Linked DNA regions of Mus musculus: region 2 is linked to region 1. Evidence: chromatin contacts called from public ChIA-PET data. All regions are on one chromosome and are shown on one strand. The core of a region is the stretch at or near the end of the contact, and the rest is flanking DNA. Distances in the headings are between cores, read along the strand shown. Region 1 overlaps Lix1 (limb and CNS expressed 1). Region 2 overlaps Lnpep (leucyl/cystinyl aminopeptidase).

Region 1 (5,443 bases), core at 1,855-4,354:
TGCTTTGACCAGAGAGGTCAAAGTGTTAAAGAACTGAGAGTAGTAGGGTCTGGCTTGTGGAATTCTATTTGTTGAAGGCTTGCTTGCTGTCAGGATGAAACTGAGGTGTTGGTGACACTGACCAGAGCCCACAGGCCATACACACAAACTCTGCAAGTCACTTGCAGAAACTTAGACTGCAGGTTGCAAAGGCAAAATGTTCTCAACCACATGAAAGACAGACATTACAGCATCTAAGATTAGGAAAAGAATTCTCACTTCTTGCAGTTGGTTTATTTGTTTTGTCACTTGCAAAATCTTAGCCTGGGTACCCCTTGTACCCCTTGGGTACAATGCACTGTTAAGCAAGGTCCTCTAAATTATTAAAGATCTGTCTTTAACACCAGCAAGGATGAATCTTTAATTTGGGTTTTCATATCCTTACAGTCTTTAACTTTTGCAGACACTTAACATTACAGTTATTCCAAATCTTGCTCACCATGCCTCTGCAGATCCTCAGCTGATGTTACAAAGGCTCTGAGTAGAGTGTACTTAATTTAGCTCTGGAGATTTCAGACAAGAAGGGCCTTTTTCTTGATCTTTAAAGCACATGGATGAATAATTCTAGGAAGTCTGTTAATATGGACTTGATATCTTTCCATATGCCTTCCAACAGAACCTACCATATGTAGGATATACGTTCAATAAAATCTTGGATATAAAAATGATGACTTGGCACATGCATCTTGCTTATTTTCTAAAACAAGCTATGGAAGAAAATCAATCCATTGACAAATTTTATGAAAGTTATTCTTCATTCTGAATTGTGTCAGAATGACAAGAAAATATATAAGGAGCACATCAATAAACAGTTTTAAAGTGTTTCATAAGTTATTAAAAATGATAGTGATTTCTTTTTGTTGTTGGTTTTTTTGTTGTTGTTGTTGTTTTTTTCGAGACAGGGTTTCTCTGTATAGCCCTGGCTGTCCTGAAACTCACTTTGTAGACCAGGCTGGCCTCAAACTCAGAAATCCACCTGCCTCTTCCTCCCCGGTGCTGGGATTAAAGGTGTGCACCACCACTGCCCGACTGATACTGATTTCTTGTTAGGCATTCCTACTTAAAATTTGCCTGTGATTACCAAATTTTAATTCTAAGAACTTCTTTGCATTCAAAATAAGAAGGAAGGAAGGAAGGAAAGAAAGAAAGAAAGAAAGAAGGAAGGAAGGAAGGAAGAAAGGGAGAAAGGGAGAGACAGAGAGGGAGAGAAGGAGAGAGGGAGAAAGAGAGAAATAGAGAAAGAAAGAGAGAGGAAAGAAGAAAGAGAGAGAGAGAAAGAAAGAAAGGAAGAGTACACGATTAGCTACTATTTGATTTGAGGACAGCCTACAGATTAATCTTAATTGTATCTTGACATTGTGTTGTTCACAGAAGAAATAAAAACCTTTTGAGAATAAAAGCAGAACTTTAATGTAATTTAGAAAAGCCATAAACTTTTAGAAGGACTATCAAAGAACTTTTTAACCTGAATTTTGCCTTACTTGATTCTTATATAGAACAGTTCCTCTACTGAGAAACTAGCATTGTTCTGTGTTCACAAAGGGGGATTTATCAGGAAGACAAGGAAGCGTCTATGCTGGCTGACTAAAAGCATAATGTCAACATATCTTACTTGAAATTTGTCATTGTTTTTCTTAAATAAGTTTCATGAAATATTGTAAGGCTCAAGACCTACAAAACCGGGTTCTGCCACTGCCAGTTAGAAGTGGGATAGGCAGAAGCAGCTGAAGAAGCATTTTTCTAAGAACGAGCCTAGGGACTTCAGAATCATCTGGAAGGCTTATTAAAATGCATATTTGGGAGCTGGGGAGTTGGGTCAGTTGATCAAGTGTTTGCTACACAAGTGTGAGGTTATGAGTTTGACCCCCAGTACCCACATATTAAAAAAAAAAGTGAGGCATAAAAACATGTACCTACCATCTCAGATCTCAGCACTGGGTCTTCAAGCTTACTACCCAGCCAATCTAATTAATTGGTCACCTCTGAGTTCAGTGGAAGATCCCATCCCAAAAAGTAAGCTGCCCAGCAAGATGTCTCAGCAGGTAAGATGATTTGCCTGATGCTGACTCTCTGGGACCTGTGGTAGAAGGAGGGAATGGACTCCCAAAATTGTCTGCTTACCTCTAGACATATTCCCCTAAAGACTGTCCTCCAGGCACATCCAATGATGCACATATGCCTGAAATCAGTACCCCCTCCCCCAGATACATACATGCATACCATTCACTATTCACTTTATTATATAAAGTTATTTTTATTAATCAGTTTGGTGCCTGGAATTAGACGTATTTAACAAGTCACCAAGTAACAGCAAAATGAGCATCAAGGGTCTTGAACTACTGGACTTGAGTTTTGGGGTAGATTCAGTGGAGATCTTCATTGGGTCATCTATGGGCTCCTGATGACCAGCAGATGACCTAAACTCCAAAATAAAATACAAAGCCAAAGGATTTGGGCTTGGGGAAATTTTCTTATCCAGTAGAATTTAGAAAGTTTAATGGAAATGGAGTGGGGTCTGCTGGCCACTCACAATGCATCTCATTTCACATGCCTAAGAAGTCCACAGCTGACTTTGCTAAAGATCATGACTGTTGAATATTCAAGCTCAGAACTTTCAGAGTGCAGAGGATGGAAGCTGTCTCTCTGTATTAGCGAATAAGAATGGGGGGGGCACATAAAGCAGTTTACAGATCTGTATTTATGATGAGGTCTGGTGGAAAAACAGTGAGAATAAACCATATGGGAAAGTCTAATTCCAGCAGGGAGCTGCTTTGAAATAACATCATACTTCACTTACCCCTATCGATGGCCCTGATAACCAGTTTGGAAAACAATAAAACACCCTGTAACTTGCCATATTTTATTTTCTTACAGTGGTCCCCACTGTTTGGTGGTGACTCTGAAAGTGCTTGTTCTTACAGGAGCATCTGGACTTTGGTTTTGACACCCCAAGCAGACTGCAAATGAGCTAAATTGCTTGCCCAAGTACAAGTTCTTATGGGGGAAAGGCCCTCCTTAAAGCTCTCAAAACCAAAACAGGCGGCAGTTACTGGCTTGGATTTGTAGTTTCAGAAGAAAGCAGCTGGCTAACATTAAAGACATTCTGAGGAACTTGTCTTTCAGAAATACAAAGGACAATAGGGAGAAAAGTTCTTGGATGGCTCTGAGCTGGTTTTATGTGCTTATTAACAGGCACACTTTCTCCCCATTGGGAGGGAAAAGCAAGCAAGCAAGCAAACAAAAAAACCCAACAGTACACTGAAATAATAAAACAAGTGACGGCAGGTGTCTGATTTCACATCTTGATATTAGCTGAGTCCCCCACCTTCTTTTTTCATGCTTCCCTGGTAAAGGCTCTGTCTACGGCCTGCCTGCCTGCCTGCCTGCCTGCCTGACTCTACTTTGATCTGTGAAGCAGTGCCATACTGCTGTAAATGTACATGCGTCCTTTGATCTAGTACTTAGTTGCTCTACTTAAATAGATAGCTTCTTTTAACTATGTAGTGTTCTCTCTCTCTCTCTCTCTCTCTCTCTCTCTCTCTCTCACACACACACACACACACACATACACACAAAGTTGGCTTAAACTACTATTATTTAGACAGAAAAGTATTTCTTAAGATTGCTCTGATCTGACTTTTATTTCCTAAATTTTAAAATCCTAAAGATCTGTTGTAGATTTTGTAAAGCCAAACTTATATTAAAACGAGTTGCTGTTACAAATGTTGTGTAATATTGGCAAAACCCTTGCTTTTTTAATGGGAAACTAGTTTGTCAAAGAATAATAAACATAACATTGTTTTGCCTATACATTGGCAAAAATGCTCATATCAGGGTCTGAGCATAATAGCCAATTATCCTTATGAATTTTAGCCCATGCTTAATATACTTTCATATTGCTGGCTCACAATACCATAAAAGTGTATAGGAATGGTACTTTTTAACAATAAGAAGTATATATATTTATTCTTGAAAGAACTTCTTACACATTTTATTAGGTGTTTTATTGGTTTGTTACTGACTAGCCTATACTTCAGTCTGTTATCCATTCAGTATATCATAATAGGGCAGGGATGCAAAGAAATTACATCACAATTATGTAATAGGGGAGAGACACAAAGAAAAATGTGTAATAATCAAGGCATGAAGGTAGGAGACAGCAGGGAATGACCAGCAAACAATTATACTCAAATATGGTCGGGGCCTGCAGCCTGGCTTGAAAGTGGTAGGCCAAAATTCCCAAAGACGCAGCATTTAAGCATCACTGAAGGACAACCTGACTCAAATCTTATGGCCCTTTATATTTCTGGCCAAGTTTATAGCACAAAATAAAACCATATATGCAGAAACTCTCTGATCTAAGTATTCTAACCCTTGGGAGATATCTAAAGTTTGAAAGATTTGCTGCCTCATGCTCTACCAAAAGCCTTCTTGCTTATATGTGGGTGTGTTAGATCTCTTGTGTTGGATGAGAGTTTCTGCATATCAACTAATCAATTTCAGATTCAACCCTACTATTATGTTACTAAGAAGGACATCACACACAGAGAATAATTAACTAGTTCAAAGGCTTATACAGTTAAGAGCTGAACACCAACAGTCTGAGTCCAGAACCCATATAAATGGATACGTGGAAATGCAGTGTTGGAATTGTGAGATGCTGACTTCTTTAACACTCCCTCTCCTTCCTTCTCAAGTGCTGCTTAAGTAGAGCTGAGGCCAGGCGGGATGCTGCTAAAGTGGCGCTCATCAACTCTCTCTTCAATGAGCTACCCTCCCGAAGGATCACCAAGGAGTTCATCATGGAGAGTGTTCAGGAAGCAGTAGCCTCCACCAGGGTGAGTACCGAGGGGGCGGGGGAAGGGCAAGAAAGATGTGGCCTCTGTGATAACATGGGGACATTTGAATCTTGGGAAATACTAAAGTAAGCAAATTTCTCATTTCAACAATGTGGAGGTTAGATTTTGTCCAGTGACTTACTAACATTTAGCAAAATAAACCTTAGGTTGAAACTCATGAAGGTGGAGCTAGCTGCTCATTGTGCATTTTGCCAATACTCTTGACAAGCCAGGATCAAAAACGATCAAGATTCGGGGTGAGGAATGTCACATGATTACACTGATTCCAATGGTCCAAGAATGTAGGCAATGGAAGAAAGATTTATAATCGAATGACAAACCAGTTCTAATTTTCCCCAAATTGAACTAATCATGCTAATTATGTGAAGTCCCTACTGTAAATGCTAATTTCCCAGCTAGCATGCAGGTTTGCAATTTATAGTACTAAAATACTGTGGGCTGCTTAGACAGCTCTATGTGTTAGAATAATCATGGTTCCTAGGTGTTCACCTTCTCCGGTAAGTGTTGAAAGTTTCTGTGACAGGTACAATTAAATGCTTTGAGAG
Region 2 (5,443 bases), core at 1,486-3,985, 160 kb after region 1:
CCCCAGAAAGTTGGGAGGTCTAGTGGAGTGGGAGGGGGGGGGGTAAAGTGGGGACAACCTCTTGGAGATGGGAGGAAAAGGTGTGAGATGTGGGACAGTCAGACGGTGGACAGGGATAAAGTCTAGACTGTTAAAAAAAATAGAGAATAATTAAAAAAAACAATTAGCAAATAAAATGGTTGTTGTTTTAAGTCATAAATTTTGTGAAACGTTCACAAAATAACATATAACCCCTTACTTCTTATATAGTATAACCACCAATATTTCAGTGATCTTATTTTCTGAGGGACTCAAGTTCTACCAGTGAGCAACATGCCTCTGAATTATTCTCACAAAATAATTTATCTCCTAAGACCAAACTTAAACCACGTTGTACATATCAGATCTACAGTTCCATGGAATATCTTAGATTGCAATACACTGAGTAACATCAGGGCCTTACTGATACTTCAGACTCAGTTCAGAAACATAAGGAAAAAAAAAAAAACAGAACATTTGTCATTAGAACAGTTTGCATTCTTCATACAAAAACTCCTGTATACAGATCTAGGCTTTCATTCTAAGCCTAAGAAGTTTAATATACATGACTTCATTATCAACAAATACCTTACCACCCAACAAACGATGATGAGCAACTAGGGGCTCTCTCATACAATAACACTGGACTGATCAACAGAAACAACAGAGAGCTAAGAACTTCTCAGGAACCAGGCATTCTGCTACCTCCTATGTAACCCTGGGTAACCCTTCAAGCTCAGTTTGCTCATCTGTAAGCAGTACCAATAACATTATCTATGTTGGAGGGAGGAAGATAATACTCTCTCTCTCTCTCTCTCACACACACACATACATAAAATATACAATATATAAAATCACTGGAAAGAACTACCCACCTCACTAAGTTATATAAGCCATAAAGTGTTCAGAATACAACCTACTACATAACAAGTTCTTAATGATTAGCATCATATACTATTACCAGAATTTTAAAAATATTTATTTATTTGTTTGTTTGTTTATTTATTTATTTTATGTGTATGAGTACACTATAGCTGTCGGCAGTGGATCCCATTACAGACAGTTGTGAGCCACCAAGTAGTTGCTTGAAATTGAACTCAGAACCTCTGGAAAAGTGGTCAGTGCTCTTAACCGCTGAACCATCTCTCCAGGCCCTACCAGAATTTATATAACATCTCATTTCTTAGTCATAGATATTCAAAAATGTTTCTTTATGTTGTCCACTAAATTCACTAACCAAACAGAAACAGCAAGATGGACTTTCTCCCTCTCTCATTAAAATTAAGAGATAGAGTTGAGTATGGTGGCACACATCTCTAACCCCAGCACTTGGGAGGCAAAGGCAGAGGCAGGCAGATCTCTGAGTTTGAGGCTAGCCTGGCCTACCTAGTAAATTCCAGGACAGCTTGGGGGTGGGGGTATATAGAAAGACACTGTCTTTAAAAAAAAAAAAAAAAAAAAGGAGGAGGAGGGGGAAGAGGAAGAAGAGCAGGAGGAGGAGGATAAGAAAAAGAAGAGAAAACAAAGAAAGAAAAGAAAGGAAGGAAAAAAGAAATATCCCAGTATCTCCCGTACTAACACTTCAAGTTTGTTGTTAAAAAACTAAGTGCTGTTATAAAAAAAAACAACCATTTGCATCTTAACTATACCTTCAAAGAGAGCCCTAAGAATTTCATGCATAAAACAATTACATTTGTTGAAGGATATTTGCTAAGAATTACAGAAACAAAACATATTTTTATAAATAATTATTTTTATTTTTGAGATTATAATTACATTATTCTCCCCTTCCCATTATTCCCTCCAAACCTTCCTATGTATCACCCTCAACTCTCTTTCAAATTCCTAGCCTCTTTTTCTTTAGTTGTTGGTGTGTGTGTGTGTGTAATATGTGTGTGTGTAATATGTATGTGTGTATGTGTGTAATATGTGTATGTGTGTGTGTAATATGTATGTGTGTGGGTAAACTTTACAGGAAGATGAGAGTGAAATAGTTCACTGCACCCGAGACTCAGCACAGTGATTCTGAAAGCAGCCAGTTTCTCAGAGTCACAGGAAATGGTTAAGCAACCTCAGAGCAGTCATTTGGTTTTGCACCACAAATGTTTTTCAAAATAATTATCTTCAAATAATAGGATACCTTAAAAGTGTCCAAGAAGAGAAGAGAAGCAAGTTTGCTGATATTACAGGTTCCAACTCTGTTTGAGATATTCTTATCCCCCCCCCTTAAAAAAAAGCAATGGGAACTCATATTTTAATGAATTTTCATACTTTGTTACTAACATAAATTCTTAAAATCTAATCAGAAAGATAAAAATAACAGTAAGAGTCAAACTTACCAGTGAAAACTAAGCAACAAAGTTCAATACAAATCTCATACAAAACAGTCTAAACATGATGGGTGGGGAGGTCATATCTTTAGAGAACTCTCATTTTATCAGGGTTGATGCTTTTGGGAAAACTGTATCTGTTGTTTCCTTTTCCCCTGTTCTACTTGTTGAGTGACCCCTGGTACAGTAAATAAGTATCTGGGGGAGACTGTACTTCAATTTTTTCTAAGTGGAAAAAACTTCCACAAAATTCTTAAATGTCTTTATAAGATCTTTAAAACATGCTTAACTATTTTCCATTTCTTAAAAGTACTATTCTGAACATATGGTCATCACTGGGGCTGGAGGGCAATCAATGACTGCACTGTTAATTTTAAAGACACAGAACTCAGTGTTCTGTCTGAAAAGCAAACTTACCCAGGCACTGGTGCTTCTCAGCCAAACCTCAGAAATTGGCCAACTTGTCTCATATGCCTCGTTCTAATTAACAACATAAAGTTTATAGCAAATCATGCTGCACTGAATTTTGCTGTTTAGTTTTCTTTAGACAGGATTTCACTCTTGGCTCAGGCTGGCTTTCAGCTCACCCATGGCTGGCCTCAATCCAGTACGATTGCTCAAGGCTTTGGCCTTGGCAAAGACTGCTAGTGCTGAGAATACTGGTATGAATCACCGTGCCCAGCAGAGTTGTTTTTGTTGGTTTTTTTTTTTTTTTCTTTATTTTAGGTTTTAGTTTAGACTCTTTTTTTTTCACAGTACTTAATTTTACTATAGTTGTATTTTTCAGGGGATTTATAACTTGGTTATGATTTAGAATATTAGGTAACAAGCAGTTCTTTGACTATGCAGTCTCTGAGTTATAATAATATTTAAAAGAAATAGGTTAGATTAAGATATATGTTTATTACTATTTATTACCATTTAAGACATTTATAAAGTTTGTGGTTTTAAATACAGAGGAAATTCCTATCACCAGAAATTTTCTGTCTTCTCAGATTTCTATCTAGGTTCAGGCACAATTCCTGGCTTTGACTCCTAGTACCATCCCCAAACCAAAAATAAAGCAATCCAACAGCAACAACAAAACAAACAAAAAACCCAAACTCTATATATTATCAAAAGTTAAAGTGAAGATTTCAGCAAATAATTAAACTAAGTGAGTACCATTATAGTATGGCCACTTGGGTGAAGTGACCAATGCTCAAGTATTAGTGTCACATAAACCAAATCACAATAATACCACTCATATCTCTTCTTCAATTCTGTACATAGAAACCTCAACAAGACATAGGACATGGTTCAATTAACTGTATAATAATCATGAAGAAAAATGGAATGCCATTAGCAGAAACAACTCTGGGCTCAACATAATTAAATCAGTCCTTAGTGAAGGCGAGAGGTGGATAGATCAGGGTACAGTTATATAAAAAAGGGCATGGCTTGCCTTTTGCAGCTTTGAAGATGAAAAGAGGGAGTAGGAGCAAAAGAATGTAAGTGGCCTTTAGAAGCTGGGAAACTAAAGGCCATAGTTCCTACCCAGAGCCCACAGAGTGTTTACTAGCAACACCCGGCTAAGACAGGTCATGCATTTGGCCTACAGAGTTGTAGGAGAACAATTTTGTACTTTATTTTCTATCTAATCTGTGATCATTTGTCATGGTGGCAATGGAAATTAGTAAACTTCTATGCACAGCATATCCACATTTGCAGCAGGTCAGCTCTCCTCTTATGGTAGAGGGCAGTGTGTGGGGGCATTACCCAAAGTCAGAAGTGATATTTTCAGTCATGCTATAGCTATTAGGTAATTCAACTAGCTTATGAAACATAAAGAGATTTATTCTGACAAGTTGGGTGGAAATCTCTGGCAAAGTTCAATAAAGGGAGTGTCCTAAAACTATTCTTGAATTAGGTTAGAGACAACTCTAAGACACTGGCAAAAACGACTAAGGTCTCGACATGCTTTGTCCTCAGATTACTTCATAGCTGTCCACAGTTCACTTTGCCTTACAGGAGATAATGGAGAAAACACTTGGCAAAGCAGTCTACACGAGGATTAGTGTCTATCTTAATACTGTTCTCTTTCCTTTGACCATTCTACCCTTAGGGCAGGCTTTAGTCACAAATAGTGTGCTGGTGCCAATTAGGTAGAATTTCATTGAGCCAGCCTGATATTTCTGTGTACGAGAACCAGGAAAAGTAGCCCTGCAGGCTACAGTGTTGAGAGAATGCCAGAGGGAAAAGAATTGTTCTATGAACCTAGAGATATTTTTCTATGAACTTACAAAAATTACAGAATAACCACCAGAGAACTAGAGAGGGGGGCAATAGGGAGATACATACATATATACATACATGCATATAAACATACATACATACATGCATATATACATACATACAGATCAAAGCTGCAAGGTAGCAGTGTGCATTGGTGTCTATTTCTGCTTACAGTAGTTGCTATTCTTACCATTGTGACAAACATAGCTGACAGAAACAACAGAGCATTGTCTTTGGCACACTGTCCAGAAGGTAGCTGATCATGAGCAGAAAGGATTATCACTCAAGGGTGTGTAGCTGTTAACAGTGAGAACTGGAGCACATTGTTTATGTCATGGCAGAAAGGATGCAGAGAGCAGACCTGGAAGCAAGGGCCAGCCTATAATCCCAAAGTCTCACTCCTAATAGCCAACCACTATCCATTACCATGTCCATAAGGTTCAGTATCTTCCACCAACTGGGATCAAGTGTTCAAACATATGAGCTTATGGAAAATATTACATTTAAGTCATAACTGCTACAACACTTGCCACAAACCTGAAAAGCTTATTATAACAACACAAATTAATTCTCAAAAGTTCTAGATGCAAGAAGTCCACAATGGGACTCGCTGAGGCCAAATCAGTTGTTAACAGTGCTATGATTCCCCTGAAAGCTCTTGGAAGAACTCATCTCCTTATCTTTTCCATATCCTAGAAACTGTTTGCATCCAGCAAAGGCCAACTGAATCATTGTCATACTATATGATATTAACAAATTTTGACTTCAAAGGGCTCAAATGGCTAATCCTGGATAATCTCTTTAAGATTCGATGACAAAAA

The links. ChIA-PET counts read pairs in DNA pulled down with a chosen protein or histone mark.
Region 2: an RNA polymerase II ChIA-PET map of memory CD8 T cells shows a contact between it and region 1, with 24 read pairs. The contact joins two enhancer-like sites. A contact is called at or near these places in 2 of 115 datasets of contacts at active chromatin or transcription factors (embryonic stem cells and memory CD8 T cells) and 2 of 9 other capture datasets (adipose tissue and liver).

What each region holds. Positions count from the first base shown.
Region 1 is chr17:17,438,912-17,444,354 of GRCm38.p6, forward strand. It overlaps Lix1 (limb and CNS expressed 1), which reads left to right. Exons shown (of 6, transcript NM_025681.2): 3 at 4,737-4,877. Among named protein-coding and RNA genes, the nearest start is that of Lix1, 39 kb to the left of the region's middle. Within about 2 kb of position 3,105, at least 26 of the 459 cell types and tissues checked have an H3K27ac peak or open chromatin away from gene starts, as enhancers often do. A contact at or near this core is called in memory CD8 T cells, where this site is marked.
Region 2 is chr17:17,598,151-17,603,593 of GRCm38.p6, forward strand. All of the region lies in intron 1 of Lnpep (leucyl/cystinyl aminopeptidase), which reads right to left. Among named protein-coding and RNA genes, the nearest start is that of Lnpep, 24 kb to the right of the region's middle. Within about 2 kb of position 2,736, at least 186 of the 459 cell types and tissues checked have an H3K27ac peak or open chromatin away from gene starts, as enhancers often do. A contact at or near this core is called in memory CD8 T cells, where this site is marked.